Regions from separate parts of the Gossypium hirsutum genome. Here regions 2 and 3 are each linked to region 1. A link is a contact called in public Hi-C data. All regions are on one chromosome and are shown on one strand. Each heading gives the region's core, a stretch centred on a gene start, on an enhancer-like site or on the middle of the called end of the contact. The rest is flanking DNA. Distances are from core to core; before and after follow the strand shown.

What was found. A called contact is a pair of places that touch in the nucleus more often than the background predicts.
Region 2: a contact with region 1 is called in a Hi-C map of leaf, with 2.0 times the contacts expected there. The contact joins the promoter of LOC107955169 here to the promoter of LOC107955164 in region 1. A contact is called at or near these places in 3 of 34 Hi-C or Micro-C datasets (hypocotyl and leaf).
Region 3: a Hi-C map of leaf shows a contact between it and region 1, with 1.8 times the contacts expected there. The contact joins the promoter of LOC107955159 here to the promoter of LOC107955164 in region 1. A contact is called at or near these places in 5 of 34 Hi-C or Micro-C datasets (callus, hypocotyl and leaf).

What each region holds. Positions count from the first base shown.
Region 1 is chrD04:12,972,556-12,977,502 of Gossypium_hirsutum_v2.1, forward strand. It overlaps LOC107955164 (60S acidic ribosomal protein P0), which reads right to left and starts at 1,902. Exons shown (of 5, transcript XM_016890892.2): 1 at 1,339-1,902; 2 at 1,159-1,227; 3 at 181-279; 4 at 1-92. The coding sequence starts at 1,596.
Region 2 is chrD04:13,168,027-13,172,973 of Gossypium_hirsutum_v2.1, forward strand. LOC107955169 (translation initiation factor IF-2) reads right to left here and starts at 2,299. Exons shown (of 5, transcript XM_016890896.2): 1 at 1,779-2,299; 2 at 1,572-1,695; 3 at 265-379. The coding sequence starts at 1,974.
Region 3 is chrD04:12,803,730-12,808,676 of Gossypium_hirsutum_v2.1, forward strand. LOC107955159 (transcription factor DIVARICATA) reads left to right here and starts at 2,505. Exons shown (of 2, transcript XM_016890888.2): 1 at 2,505-3,596; 2 at 3,737-4,280. The coding sequence starts at 3,199. The coding sequence ends at 4,175. It overlaps TRNAR-CCU (transfer RNA arginine (anticodon CCU)), which reads right to left and starts at 1,827; the gene lies at 1,755-1,827. It overlaps LOC121216348 (protein LAZ1), which reads right to left and starts at 659. Exons shown (of 6, transcript XR_005912520.1): 1 at 282-659; 2 at 1-117.

The DNA of each region.
Region 1 (4,947 bases), core at 652-3,151:
GAAGACCCAACCTTGTCGCCCTTCTTGATAAGCTCCACAGGAGTGATAATTTCAACAGTACCCTTGTTAATCTTGGTTGGAATATTAAGCACCTGAAATGTAACAAAATTAATGATATGAACTGAGCAGTGGTTCTAACAGGTAAAACACAAGATATCACTGGCAGACAAAGTGCAGTACCTGGAAGAAAGAAGTTTGTGAAGGGTCAAGCCCAGTGTTGCCGGGTGGGACAACCACATCAATGGGTGCAACCAGACCAACACGAGCAGGAGCTCCAACCTGTTCAAAACAAAATATGATGGTAAATCCAAGCACATCGAGAAAACAAGATATTTTAGCAAGAAACAACCATTACATCAAACGAAGTTGAACTTCATAGCACCAAGAAGAAATTCATAATACATTCAAATGAAAACTATTATAACTTACTAGGAAATGAACCAGCAGCAAACAATGAATCTTTCAACTTTTGAAGCCAGATCCAATAACACAATATTTTAGCAATAAACAACTACATTAAATTAACTTGAACTTTACAGAACCAAGAAAAAATTCATGATAGTCTGATTCAAAATACAACATATGAGTTTCAAATCTAGAACCAAAAGGACACACAATTGGACTCCACAAAGAGATTTCCGTCGAATGTATTGGTTAATTCAAGTATGGGGGTTCAAGTAAACTATTATAATATACTAGCAAATGAACCAGAAGCAAATGGTGTCCCCAACTTCTAAATCCAGAACCAAAAGAAAACCAGATAGAACTCCACAATCAGACTGGTATCAAATCCATTGCTTAATTTAAGAATATGGATTGCCGCAAACAATCACAATACGTTAGCAAGTGAGTTGAAAGCAAAGAATGAATCCCCAGAAGCATACATGCAACTTAACTTCTTACAATCGAGCCCAAAAGCTGAGAATGGAATTTCTCAGCTATCAAAAAGCTAAAATATTATTAAATCAATGTGAAAGATAAATACCTACTTTCAACAACATAATAATAACTTCAACAGAATATGAAATATCAAGTTCACATGTTCTTAATTCGATTTTCCATTTATTACATTGCAACATTGACAAAAAAAGAATGACAGAAACAATTCTAATATCAAATATTTCAATTTTAATTCATATGAAAGATATAATAACAAACCTTGTACTTGGCAACTTCCTCACTAACTTCCTTCAAATCACCCTTGGTAAAAATCAAACCAACATTTCCCTGATTAAAATAAACCCATAAAACAATCACTTCTTTGCTCTATACACAAAATAATAATGAGCCCAATATACCAAAAAAAATATATTAATAAATATTAGAAGTTTAAAGAACCTGAAGCAAGGGGATAAGGTTAAGGAAAGCCTGGTTTCCGGTTTTCTCAGCGTGCATACGGACCGACCGTTTCATCATTGTATTTTTACCCATGAGAACAACTGAGTCACCTCGAAGACCTTTGCGAATGTTCTGGAGCTGATTCGAACCCACATTGTCGGCTGCCGCAATTAAGATCTGGGTGTACTCGTCTAAGAGCTGACATAATTTAGCATCGTAGGCGATTTTCTTGTCGGCTTTGGAGGGCTTCACTGCCATTTTGGGATGGTAGTATTAGTAACAAAAGGCCAAGACGATGAGTTTATGCTCGGTTAAAATGGGGATTAGGGTTACAGTAGGGTTATATAGTAGGATGAGAAATGGGAAAGGGGAATTAGGGTTTTAGGGTTGTTCTTGACCAGACGGTCGAGATTGGGTTTGGGCTTCATATTCGACCGGTTTATCATGGTTTAGTGGACCTTAGAAATTGCCCTTTTTAAGACAAAACCTTGAAAATCAACGTTCAAATAGAAGACTGAGGTCATTATATCCGAAGACTTCTATACAATTAGCTTGCTTTTTCTTTCTCGCCCTTTGCATGTAATTATTTTGTAATTATATAAAGTTAATATATTTGGATAATTATTGCAATTTATAAGTTCGACTGAATTAGAAATTATACTTTTCAATTTTTAAGGGAATGCGAAAATTAGGATAATTACACTTAAATCTAATTATTGTATAACTTTTCAAATACTCGTACATGATTTAATTTCAAAAATTATTTTTATATAAGTTATAAAAAACTATATTATAATAATAAATAAGTAGGAGTGTTTGGTATGGGTATGGCCAAAAGTTTCTAAGGTTATATTATAAATCTTAAAAAAATATATTATAAAAAATAATTTATATGTATTTTTGAAAGTTATAACAAAAAAAATTATATTATAAAAATAATTTTAATGTTATAAAAGTGTTATAATCTACTTATTAATAAAAAAGTTAGAGTCATAAAGTATGGCATAACTTATTTACACGTCTAGGGGCAGATCCTCTAGAAGGCCTTGGCCCCACCAAAATTTAAAAAAAAAAGGTTTTTTTCCTTGAAATTTTAGAAAATTTTAATTAAGCTTCCTCAAATTTATGAAAATTCTTACTAATCTCACAAAATTTTCAATTAGACCCCCAATTGTTTAAAAAAAAGTCTCATTAAACTCTTAAATTTTTTGAAAATTTTACTAGGCCCCCAAAATTTAGTCAAAAAATCCACCATTGTACGTGTCCATGCTATATAGTATAAAAAATATTTTAAAAAAATGTTATAATTTTTTTCATTATTTATTTATAAAAAAATAACTTCCTAAAGTTATGACAAAAATTATATTATTTATAAGAGATGTTTGAAAGTTATTGGATACTTTATAAAACCTTTCTTTAAAAAGGTTATATATTATAAAATTTATATTATTTTAACTTAAGTACTTATTATAGAAAGGGCTATAGCCTAGCATAAGTCTCTTTTCAAATTGAGTTTATATAATTAAAACTATAGCTTATTTGCACTGGAACCCAAATATAATGTGGTAGATGCTACTTATGCAAATACAAAAATGTTTTCTTGCACCATATCATGAGGTACGATACCATTTGAGAGAATGGAGCCAAACATAAGTACTAGAGACAACTTGTGAAACTCTTTAATTTGAGACATTGAAAGCTTCCAAAATATGGTTAAGAAGACATTTGTTGTTCTAAAAAAGAGGTTTCCTATATTAACAACACCACCTTAGCATAACAATAAAAAAAAAAAAATTGGATCACATGTTATACTTTATAACTTCATTTATAGGCGGAATTGAGATGGTTCAAACTTTGAAGAGTACATGGAAGAAAAAAATCTTGATAATCTTAATGATGCAAATTCATATTTAGATGTAATAAGGACTATATGTTGAATGTTAAAGAGTGAATAACCCAACAAATATGGAATACTAGAGCAATTAGACCAAACTACATATGATATTTATTTTTATTGTTATTTTTATTAGTAATAACATTATCAACTATTTTCTTGGACTAACATATTACATATGATAATTCAATTTTAATTTTTGTTACTCATTTAGAATTTTTATTTATCATACTAATACGTTTTTAGTAATTAATATTTTGCAAAATAAATTATATAACTGTCTAATTACAATTTTTACTAGCAAACAAGTTAAGGGAATTACAATTTTTTGTAATCACAATAGAGTGTAATTATTAAGATAGTAATTATATTTTTATCCAATTACTCTTGTGGTAGTCAAATATACCATAAATGTATTTTTTGTTATATTAGAGAATTTATATCATTAAAATTCGTTTATAAATACATGTTGGACATGTGCATGTTTAATTTAACTTTTCTAGTTTGCTTTTGTTTATTTGGAAGCATTAAACTTGCTTATCTACATTCATATCAAGATATGTATCAAATGTAATATATTTTAAGAAAAATGAAGAATCGGAAAGAATATGAATTAAATTACCCCCATTTATGATGATTATTAAAATGGAAATATTACCAATAAATGTTGGGTGTAGTGATAAGACATATTGCACTCTTAGGATGTGCTTGGTTAGATAGACAAGTAGAGGGATAGAAGGAGAGAATAGAAAAATTGAAAGAAAATAAATGTTAAGTGTGCTCGGTAAGAAAGAAGGTGAGAGGAAAGAAAATAGAAAATACAATTTTTTTTTATCCTAATACATAAAAATCAATCTTTCTAAATTAGAATGATAAGAAGTGAAAAAAAAAAAGAGAGAAAAGTATATGTTAGTTCAAAATTATGCAATTTTCAAATGTTTTAATTCTTTCCTTTCATTGTTTTACTTTAGCTAGTAATAGATAGTAAGAAATTTACTTTTTCTTTCAATTTTTTCCAAGCACACTTATGAAAAGAAAAAAAAATCTTCATTTTTTCTACTCTTTCAATTTCCATCTTTTAAAATTTCTATTTACCTACTAAACATGAGAGAACACAATTCCAATTTTAAAAATAATATTATTGAAAAAAAATCATAAACCTTAAATCAGATCATTTTGAAAGCTTTTTAAAAGTTATTTGAATGATAGTAACGTAGTGAGTTAATTAAACAAAATGGAGAGGCTATGATAGCAATACAACCCTAAAGAATTGGTATGATAAGGCTATGACCTCCAGAAAATAATTGATACAAGCTTTAGTTCTATTTCTTTGAAATAAATAAGAATGGTTAGTGATAAATTTGTGATTAAATTATGTCTTTAAAGAATGACATGATTAAGGCCCCATTCCCTACAATTTCTGGACCAGTTTCAATTTAATTGTAATTTTATGTCAAAAACAACAAAGCTACCGATTAAAAGAAGCCTTTGTGGGGACTTAATTAAAATCTAGAAAAAGAATTAGGGAGAAAAGCATGGCTTGGGATTGGGATGCTTATTCTACTTTTCAAATCGAATAAATCTTGAGCTTAAGAAAGTGCTAGAGAATACCAAAGGATAATCAAATAGATAAATCCTAAAAAACCATTTTGAAAAGCGAAAATTAACTTTTTTTTTAATCTGATTCCGATTTTATTGTTATCTAAAATTTAAAA
Region 2 (4,947 bases), core at 1,049-3,548, 200 kb after region 1:
AAGTGAGCCTTTACAGCTTTGCTGATTTTTTACCATAGACTAATCTAAAATCATGGCAGGAAATAATCAAATTTCACGGTGGAATGGTTACAACAGAGCTAAGATTTTATCAAAACAATGTCAAAAAGGAGATCAGATTCATTTAATAAATGTGTGACGGGATGCCTTTCTACTTCCAGAAACAGCAATATCATGTAATTGAAAAATCCAAATTTCTCAAAAGGCATGCAATCCATATCATAGCATTAAGAAAATTTTTCATACTCTAGATTTCAGGGCAGTTGGACGAGCCTTAGGAGTACCAATCTGACTCATTACAGTCTTCTGTGACTCCATCTCCAAGGAAGGAAAAAGAGGAGTACCAGGAGGTGTTAAAAGCCTGACATGGAAGAGATTTCCTGTTAATTCTGTCATATTAAAAGAAAATAATTTAACTTAGTTACATTCACGTAGGAAAAAGAAAGGATTAGTGCAAAGCTGAAGCAAGCGAAAGACCTTAACACATCTTTCAGCCCCAATTAGAGAAGAAGTTCCGAATTCAGTCCTTGTCTTGGGACCCTTTCTCTATTTATATCAAAGCATTGGAACCTAATTACAAGCATAATCTACAAATTTGTCATCTAAACATTTTCTCTTGAGTTTGAACATTCGGCTTGTTTGAAAATCTGGAACTTAAATATTTTAAGGCAACTAACCTAGATTTGCCCACAAAGTGGCAGCTAAATCTACAAAATTTCAAAGTTCTAACTTCTTTTAGAGAAGGCAACATATAAAAGGAACTTAATAGGATTCGCAAAACATGACATCTTAATCTGATCAGACTGGACCAGAAAAGAACATAGAACCATGAGAAACAAATGGAATCAAGTTTCTAAAAATGAAAAATAATTCAACTCAACTAAAAAGTAGGAAACTGAAGTTTGAATCCCCAAAACAAAGACTGCAATCGATTCATCAAAAGAAACCATAACAAATCATCACTAATATTATATTTCAAAATGGCCAACTGAAGTTTAGAAAAAATAAATGCTCTAGTTGCCACTAGCGACCCCAGGGCACATTTTAAAAGTGCCCATCACAACCATCAAATTATTAACTTAATCAATTAAACATGCCACCAATAATTATAACCCTTCTTACTTGTTTTTTTCCTTTTTCTTCCTATTGCCTTAAAAATACATTGGACAAGATTAAGTAAATTATACGAAAACCTACCAATAACTGATAACAAAACTAAGCTAAGCATGAATATGATTTATAAAATCAAGGCTCTGTTTGGTTGTTGCCAATGCTTCTGCCTTTTGGTAATTTATTCTTTATACTTCTTATTTCCTAAAAGCTAAAATAAATCAATATCAATATTAAAATTAAAGATAAAGAAATATCTAAACTGAAAGCTAATTCCAATATAATTGCTCCGCATCTAAAAAATAGTAAAGATTTTACAATTTTAATCCTTCAGAATTTTTATTCACTTCTAGATCGAAAGGCGCCTTTTTGCAGTTTGGTTTCAGCCAAACAATACCTTAAATTAAATTAAATTAAATTAAAAGAATAAACAAACAAGTTACCAGTCATAATCATTTTTATCACCATCAGAATTAAGAAAATCATCGGCAGCGGCAGCCGCTTTTCTCGGCGGAGTCGCTGTTGATGCTGAAAGATTAAATATCGATGAAGTTCCAGGTTTAGATCCTACAGTTTCAAGAAATTACCAAAAATTAAAATTAAAAAGAAAAAGAGCCCTAGAAAAGTTGAAGAAATTTTAGAAACTTCACCTAATGGAGCGTCGAAGTCCTCATAGGAGTGATTAAGAAGAAGATCACTCTGTTCTTTCTCACGTTTTCGCATCTCGAGAAACAATGCAAGCTCTTCTTCTTTCTCTTTCATCATCGAAGCTCTTAATTGTTGCCGTTGTTTCAACACCGCCGCTTGCATTGCCGTTTCTTGCTGAGCCCTAAAGCTCCGATTCATCTTTCACCTCCTCAGATTTTACTCCTCGCGGATCAAAATAAGCCTTATCTTGTGCTTCTTCTTTCTCAGCTCTAAACGCAGCGCGTCCAAAAAGTGTTAGGTGAAGCTTGGGAGCTGGAAATGGCGAAACGACAATGGCGGAGAGTGGTGAGGAGTGTAAATAAGAGGAAGGAGGGAAGGGTGAAATAGGAAGAGCAAAAGAAATCTTAAATGACGGAACAACTGTAATCTTCAGCTCTCCTCCTTCTCTTTCTCTCACTTAAAGCCTACGTTTTTTGAGATTTTTGCTTTTAGGTGGATGGAATAATCACAATAATGCCCTCTGTTTTTAATTATATTTTCCTTTAATTTATTTTTTGTATTTATGTCCGTATTGTTTTATTCACCATCTTCGTTCTTATCTTATGCCCATGTTGATAGATTTCCTTGGGCCTCAGGCGATCCATTTTACCTACCAATACAGGATTAACGTAATTTTGATTCGGATTTTGTTGCCATTTTTTATTTTTAAGTTAAAAAGTCACAATCGAAAAAACAAAAAAAATGAAATGAAAGCTACTTGATTCTTTCAGTTTGCTAGCCCTTAAGACTTGTTTAAATAGTTGAGTGAAATAATGAGGAAGCGATTCATCTATTCTGGTTCACGTGCCATTGGAGCCACTTGTAGCTTAGTTTTGAAGTTGTTTTGATTTGGTTGGAAACCATTCTCACCGTCGATTTTTGGAGGTTGAATCTATACACTAAATCTTGCGATTCCAATTTTGGGAATAAAAAGAATACATATATATTTTCAAAATTAAACCATAGCTCGTTTCAACTTTAGCTGAATGTTAAAGCAACATCACTAGCAATGTTTGTGTTGTTTATGTTTGGTCTATCGGTCTAGTTAATTGTTTTCTGTTGGTTTATTAATTGAGCCTTTAATCAATGTTTAATTTAATCAGTTGTTCTTGTTTTCTAGCATAATGGTTTGTCATGGGATATCTCTAGTTTTAAGGATAGTAGCTTGTCATGGGATACGTCTCTAGTTTTAAGGTTAATGGTTTGTCATAGGATGTAAGCCTATATAAGGCATTTAGTTGGTTTCAGAAATTATCGATCAGTTTAGTTCAACTTCCTTTATTTTTATTGTTTTCTTATGTTATTTGTTGCGTGTTCTACATCCTGGTATCCAAGCTAGGTTTCTGTATCGTTTGATGTGTTTCCTCTTGGTAAAATGAGTGACCTTCATGTCATAGGTGGAGTTAAGAAACTCAATAATCAAAACTACAAATCTTGGTCAACATGTATGACGTTATACTTGCAAGGCCAAAACCTGTAGGAGGTGGTGAATGGAAGCGAAATCACGTAACTAGTGGCAGAGCCTACAAGTGATATGATGCGGAAGTGGAAGATTAAAGTGGGCAAATCAATGTGCGTTTTGAAGATGACAATTGAAAAAGACATGCTAAAGCACATCCGGGATGCCAAAACTCCTAAAGAAACGTGGGATACATTGGCAAGTTTGTTCCCCAATAGAAATGGCACGAAGCTTCAACTTCTTGAGAGCTAATTTTTGTTGATGGCGTAACATAACATGACAATCTTGCAGTATTTTCACAAGGTAAAGTCGTTATGCCAAGATGGTTCGCGACGAAATGTGTAAGTGTACACAATCGTTTTCAAGTAATAAGTAAGTATTAGATTTATTGTCTCCACAAGGACTGCATTTAAATCAATAATTGTAAAATTACTATTCATAAATTGGTTAAGGAAAACACAATAATTTTGAGTGATAGGTGTCAAATTAAGTTAATTAACTAAATGCAAGTTAACCTAAATGCAAATGAAATGAAATGCAAGGTGATGGTTTAGTAGTAAACATGAATAGGCTAGAATAATTACAACGTTTGACTTAATTCATTTTTCATCATGCTTAACAATGTTCCGAAAAAATTGGCAACTCGATCGTTTATTAACTTGGAATCTAATATAAGTTCTTTCAAAATCTTATACTTAAAAAAAACATGTATATTTTTATGTTTACATTTAACTAAGGATTCCTTAGAACTTATGTGAAGTAACAGGGACGGATCAGGTTTGAAATAATTTAATAACCTAAAGTTATGCAAGGTAATAGAGCTCTTTCGAGTTATTACGAACTTTTAATTTAATCAGATTAGGATCTAAATTAAGCAAGCACCTTCCAATTATCGTGTCCATTAATTGCCATCTGGTCAGGATTGATCAACTAATTCAAATGCATTCAAACATGTTCTAATGCATGAAATACATAAATGATTTTAATTGGAAGCATGAGCAACTGAGGCATATAACATCATAAACATGAATCAAATGAACTTCATCAAATTAATGCAATCATTCTAGCTAAAACAAAATTAAGCCATCGTTGTCAATGGAAAACCATCAAAACAATTTGTGAACATGTTGAATAACTAAAAAAAAAATTAGAGAACGGGAAAGAAGAAACTCTTGATGATTTCGGTGGTTCTTCGAAGACCAATTGTGGTGGCTTACTCCAGTTCTCGTGATTGCTCATTTGTAAAATGCTCATCAAAGTGGCCGACCAATTGTGGTTTTCCTCAAGGGAAAATGTTAGCTAAAGGAAATGGGGAAATGGGAAGGCTTATGCGTGGAAAGGAGAAGAGAAATGTGATGAATAAAAAATGAGTGATGATTGAGAAGTGAAATGAACGTAGTATTTATAGTAGAGGAATAGCATGGGAGGTAGCTAAAAATAGCTTGGAAATCCCTTGAATTGCTTCCTTGCTTGGCCGACCATTAATTGTGGAGAGTGGGTTGATTTTATCTTGATTTTCTTGCTTGATTCTTGCTTGATTTGTGGCATAGGTTGGACGGCAGTCAAAGTGGAAGTTAAGGGCTGATTTGTGATTTCTTTGCACATGTAGGGACCTTCAAATTAATTCCCCCAAAGCTGATGTGTGTTGCTCTCATGCCTTTGCCAAATTTGGG
Region 3 (4,947 bases), core at 1,255-3,754, 170 kb before region 1:
ATTTCATAGGAAATGGGTGCTTAATAGTTCCTTTTTCACAATTGTGTCCCAATAGTGGAGTTTTAGAATTTGCATGTCCCAGTCTTCTCATGAAAGCAATTGTCCTCTCTTCCCCACCTTAAAGTAGAAATTGAAGGAAATATTCCAAAAAGAAAATAAATTTTCTCAACATCAGCCACAACTATAAACAATATTAACGCCGAAAAATGAAGAGCATTAGAAAATAAAAGGGAGAAGAACAACGCAAAATGAAATAAACATAATTTAGGTTGAAGATTCACCTTCTCCCTCTAGTTGATCGAGAAGCACGATCCAGGAAGAAGGAAGAAACAAAAGACGGAAAGGGGAAGAATGGATCGAGAGGGAGAGGGGGTGGCTTTCGGCTTGGGAAAATGAAAATGATCACAGATAAAAAAAGAAGAAGCAGAAATCGATGGAAGGGAAAGGGAAATTACCTCTGGAAGGGAAACGTGGGAGAATCGGTGGACGTGACTTTGCTGGCAGCTTCTGTTGATGTTGGGAGGGAGAGGGTGGAGGTTTATTTTGGGTAGGGAGGGTAAAACAGAGACTGATTTGGGAAGACGGACGTAATAGGCTAATCGTCATTTTGGGAAGGGAATACAAAAGCAGAGAATTTGAGGAATAGGTCGGTAATGTAATAGACGCGTAATGGGTATTACTGCGAACTAAACTCCGTAATAAGTCAGTAATGTAATAGGCGCGTAATCGGGACGTAATGGTATTACAGAGAACCAAACACCCTGTAAAGATTTGTCCTACGTACAGACTATCTATGATTGAGTCTAAAGCAAGTGTAAACCATATCACCAACAAGATGGAGTTATTAGAAATAATTAAGTTGGTTAAAGAAAAATGGTGGTGGGAAGGAAAATATTGCTAACCAAAGGAAGCACCATTATTTAGAGAAAAACAAAAGTGAAAATGAGATAAATTAAAAGAAAAGGCAATGGCACCACCTTTCAAGAAATCAGTAAATCTCCTGGTTCCATAATATAAAAATAAAATATTGTGAATCACAAAAAGATGGATGTCCAAAATCAAAATAAAAAACCAATGACGGATAATTTAAAAGTTTTTGATGTAACTAATTAAATTAGCCTTTTCACTTTTTATCGATATATTGCACCCACAAATGACCCTTACAAGTCAAAATGGATGGTCAATCTTGCAATCAAATTCAAAAATTAAAAAAAAATATAAGTTGGAGGACTAATTCAAAACTTGTTTAATCCAAACTAATTAGATTAGCTTATTCAAATTTTAATTTAGTTGTTTATAAGACAAGAAAACCTTTCCCTTTTTTTTTGTTTTTTTCTTTATCTTTATAATTGATAGGGTAACCAAAAAAAAAAAAAGAAAAGAAAAGAAAAGGGAATTTGGATTGAGGTTTCGGAAAGAAAAAAGTTTTAGTTTTATGTCTTTAAGCTCCCTTTTTCACGTCATTTAATTTAATATTCTTTATGGGACATATAACAAAATTATTTTTGTTCAAATATCTCCTCTTCTAATTCTAACCATTCCACAGCATTGATATCTCCTTCCTTCTTTCAGCTCCAGGGTATGATATTATAATAGTACAAACAAATCGATAAAATTTTTAATAAAAATTATCAATTTACTTTTTAATTTAATCAATACAGATTAATTCATTAATTATTTAAATAAATAAAAAATTCTAATTTTACGACAAATGAATTTCACCATATAAATATAACAAAATGAAAAAGGGAACGCGCGCCAGATAGGGGTCGAACCTATGACCTTCTGCTTAGGAAACAGACGCTCTATCCACTGAGCTACAGGCGCTTCATTGAAAGACGAGGTTATTAAAACCATTTTACCTTGAAAGTACAAAGAGTAAGATCTATTGTTTTGGTAACTCGAATAAGATATTTTTAACTTTTAAGAAAACAAAAAAGAGTTTGTTTTTAACTTTATTACAAAAGTTGTCAGTTTATGTTCATTTTGATATGATGGCGTCATGGACTAATTCTTCTTCTATTCTTTTAAAATTCTACAAAATGACAAAATTGGTGATGGTTATATAGCATATCTATTCTTTTTAAATACCATACACAAATTATATAAAATATAACATGTTTATTGATATACATAAATGGGTAAAGTTGATATCTATATATATTTAAGAAATAATTAAAATTTTGAAAAGAAAATAAAAATACGCATACTACTAAATGCGCTTTCTTAATTTACCCAAACATAAATCACTAAATTACTCCCCTTTTATTTATTTCCTTTTTTATCTTTTATATTTTTTGCCTTTCTCCTTTTCAAGATAATCATTACAACTTTTGGCTAACCAAGTGTTCCACTACACCAAACCTTAGAACCCAAAAGTAAATAAATAAATGAAATTAGAAGCAAAAAGTAAATTACCAATTTACCACAATCAACTCCCTTACATGAGAAGAGGAAAAATCTTCACTTTTTAACACTCTGTGTTCAATTTTTTCTTTTAACAGAAAAAAAAAACACTTTTTGAATTGAATTCAATCCAATCCTAACAAGCCACAGTTTTTAAGCTTCCTTTTCTCTCTCCAACTCTTGTCTCCTCAACGATCAGAATACCATATACCCCCATTTGTTTTTCCTCCCTGCCTTCTTCATTTTCTCTTCTACATTTTCCCTTCGATCATTTTCTTTTCTTTTTCCAGCAATCCAAACAAAGAAAGCCCATCCCCCCCCCACCCTCTCTACTATATCAGTTTTAGTATCCAAATAATCATCTTTTCATCTTTTTTTACTCAATTGGGTCTTTATTTTGTCCAACCATCTTTCATTATTTTGCCATTTATTAGCCTTTTTCCCCCCTCTACTTTATTGCTTTGTTTTTAGTATAAATTCTAAGCTCTAAGCATGGCTTGTTTACAAATCTCTATGGGTTTTAGCTTGTTTTCAAGTTATACATAAATAAAGAATGCAAAAAAAAAATTGTTCTTTTTTAAGATTCTCTTGATTCTAAAAAAAATGGTCTTTTTTTGATTCTTCAGTTTTTGCTGTTGAAAAGAAAGAAAAAAGAATTGATTCTTGATTCCCATGAAAATGATTCTCATTTCGATGCTCTCTTAAGCACTAAAAAAATCTTGCTTTTTAGTTTTTTCATTTTTATTTCATGTTAAAAGTTGCTGTCTTTTTTTATGTTGAGGTTTTTTGTCTATGGAAACTTTCTTTGCAACTTCTTTCATGTCGAATTCAGATTGGTTTGATCAAGAAGATATAAGCAGAAACCCATATTGGACTAAAGAAGAAAACAAAAGATTTGAGAGTGCTTTAGCAATATATGGTGAAGATGTTCCTGATAGATGGATGAAAGTAGCAGCAATGATTCCAGGAAAAACCGTTTCAGATGTGATTAAACAGTATAGAGAACTGGAAGAAGATGTTTTCGATATTGAATCTGGAAGAATCCCAATTCCGGGTTATCTTACTTCATCTTTCACATTTGAAATGGTTGATAATCATGATTTTGAACCTTACAGGAAAAGGTCTAATGGGGCTAAAGGGCCTGATCATGAGAGGAAGAAAGGGGTTCCATGGACTGAGGAAGAACACAGGTAAAATTTTCCCTCTGTTTCTTCTTGTTTCATGATAATTTTCTCTTTGTGTGTTTGTTCAGTGCGGATATCTTTCACCAGTACACTGCATTGGCAATCTTGACATAAATTCATATATATATGTTTGTATGTATGTATAGGCGGTTTTTGATGGGACTAATGAAGTATGGTAAAGGGGACTGGAGAAATATATCGAGGAATCTTGTGGTTTCGAAGACTCCAACACAGGTTGCTAGCCATGCTCAAAAATACTTTCAGAGGCAGCTTTCAGGAGGGAAAGATAAGAAGAGACCAAGCATTCATGATATTACTACACTCAGTATCACCACCCCCAACACTGGTTTTTCAGACAATCAATCCGATCATGTTCTTGCATTGCACCAAAAACTGTCCTCCACCCTTCAAAAAGCAGACCATAACAATGATGCTTCAGCTATGGCTTTGAATTCAAGTCAAGAGGGCTGGTTTACATCATCCCAGCAGTATCTCACTGCTTCTAATGGCCTCAGATTTGAGGGCCAAAATCTTTATGGCAATGGATTTCATGGAGCTCAGCCTCCCCAAAGCTCTGTGTTTTAAAGTCTTTTAACTTAGGATATTAAATGTATGCATATGGAAGACAGTTGTTTTCTATTGTATTCCATGTTTCAATTTCAATTCTAATAATGATAAGAAGGCGTTTTTCAAACACGAATATCGATTGAGGAATCCTTCGAATACATAGAATAAACTTGGAAAATACTCATATCCGATATTCACTATCACAAGCTTAGAACATGGGTGCCATGTCAGAGGGTGATGTGGCCAAATTGGGTGACTCAATAGGCACTGTCCCTTGGGAAAATCCTCAGAATCTGATTGCTCAGTTTGTCTTTAGAGGATCCATTGCGGCCATTGTTTCAGCTTAATGGATACAATATGGGCAAGTTGACCAAAACTTGATTGCCATCATTATTTAGTCGAAGCTGAGTACGCATTCCACTTAGGCTTCAACCAGTCATAGAATATGGTTTACATTTTTATTTCTATTCAGTTCTGCTTTCTGCCATCCTAGATTTTCAATGGTGCCAACACTGACTCATTAACATAAATATGTCTTTTAATTTGTTGTTCATTTGAGGCCCAAATTAAAGAATATAATTGCCATGTTGAAAAAGAAGAGAAAATCTAGCTTTAAAAATTAGGCAGAATAGAACCACACTCACACTATAGATTTCTCTCTTTTCCCCTTCCACGTGAATCCTTCTGAGATTCTTCCTGCAGTATTCTAGAAATGAAGATTATGATTGTGTATGTAATGAAGAAATTCGAACAAATGGAGGAGTGACGCCTGTCTAATCTATCTCCGTAG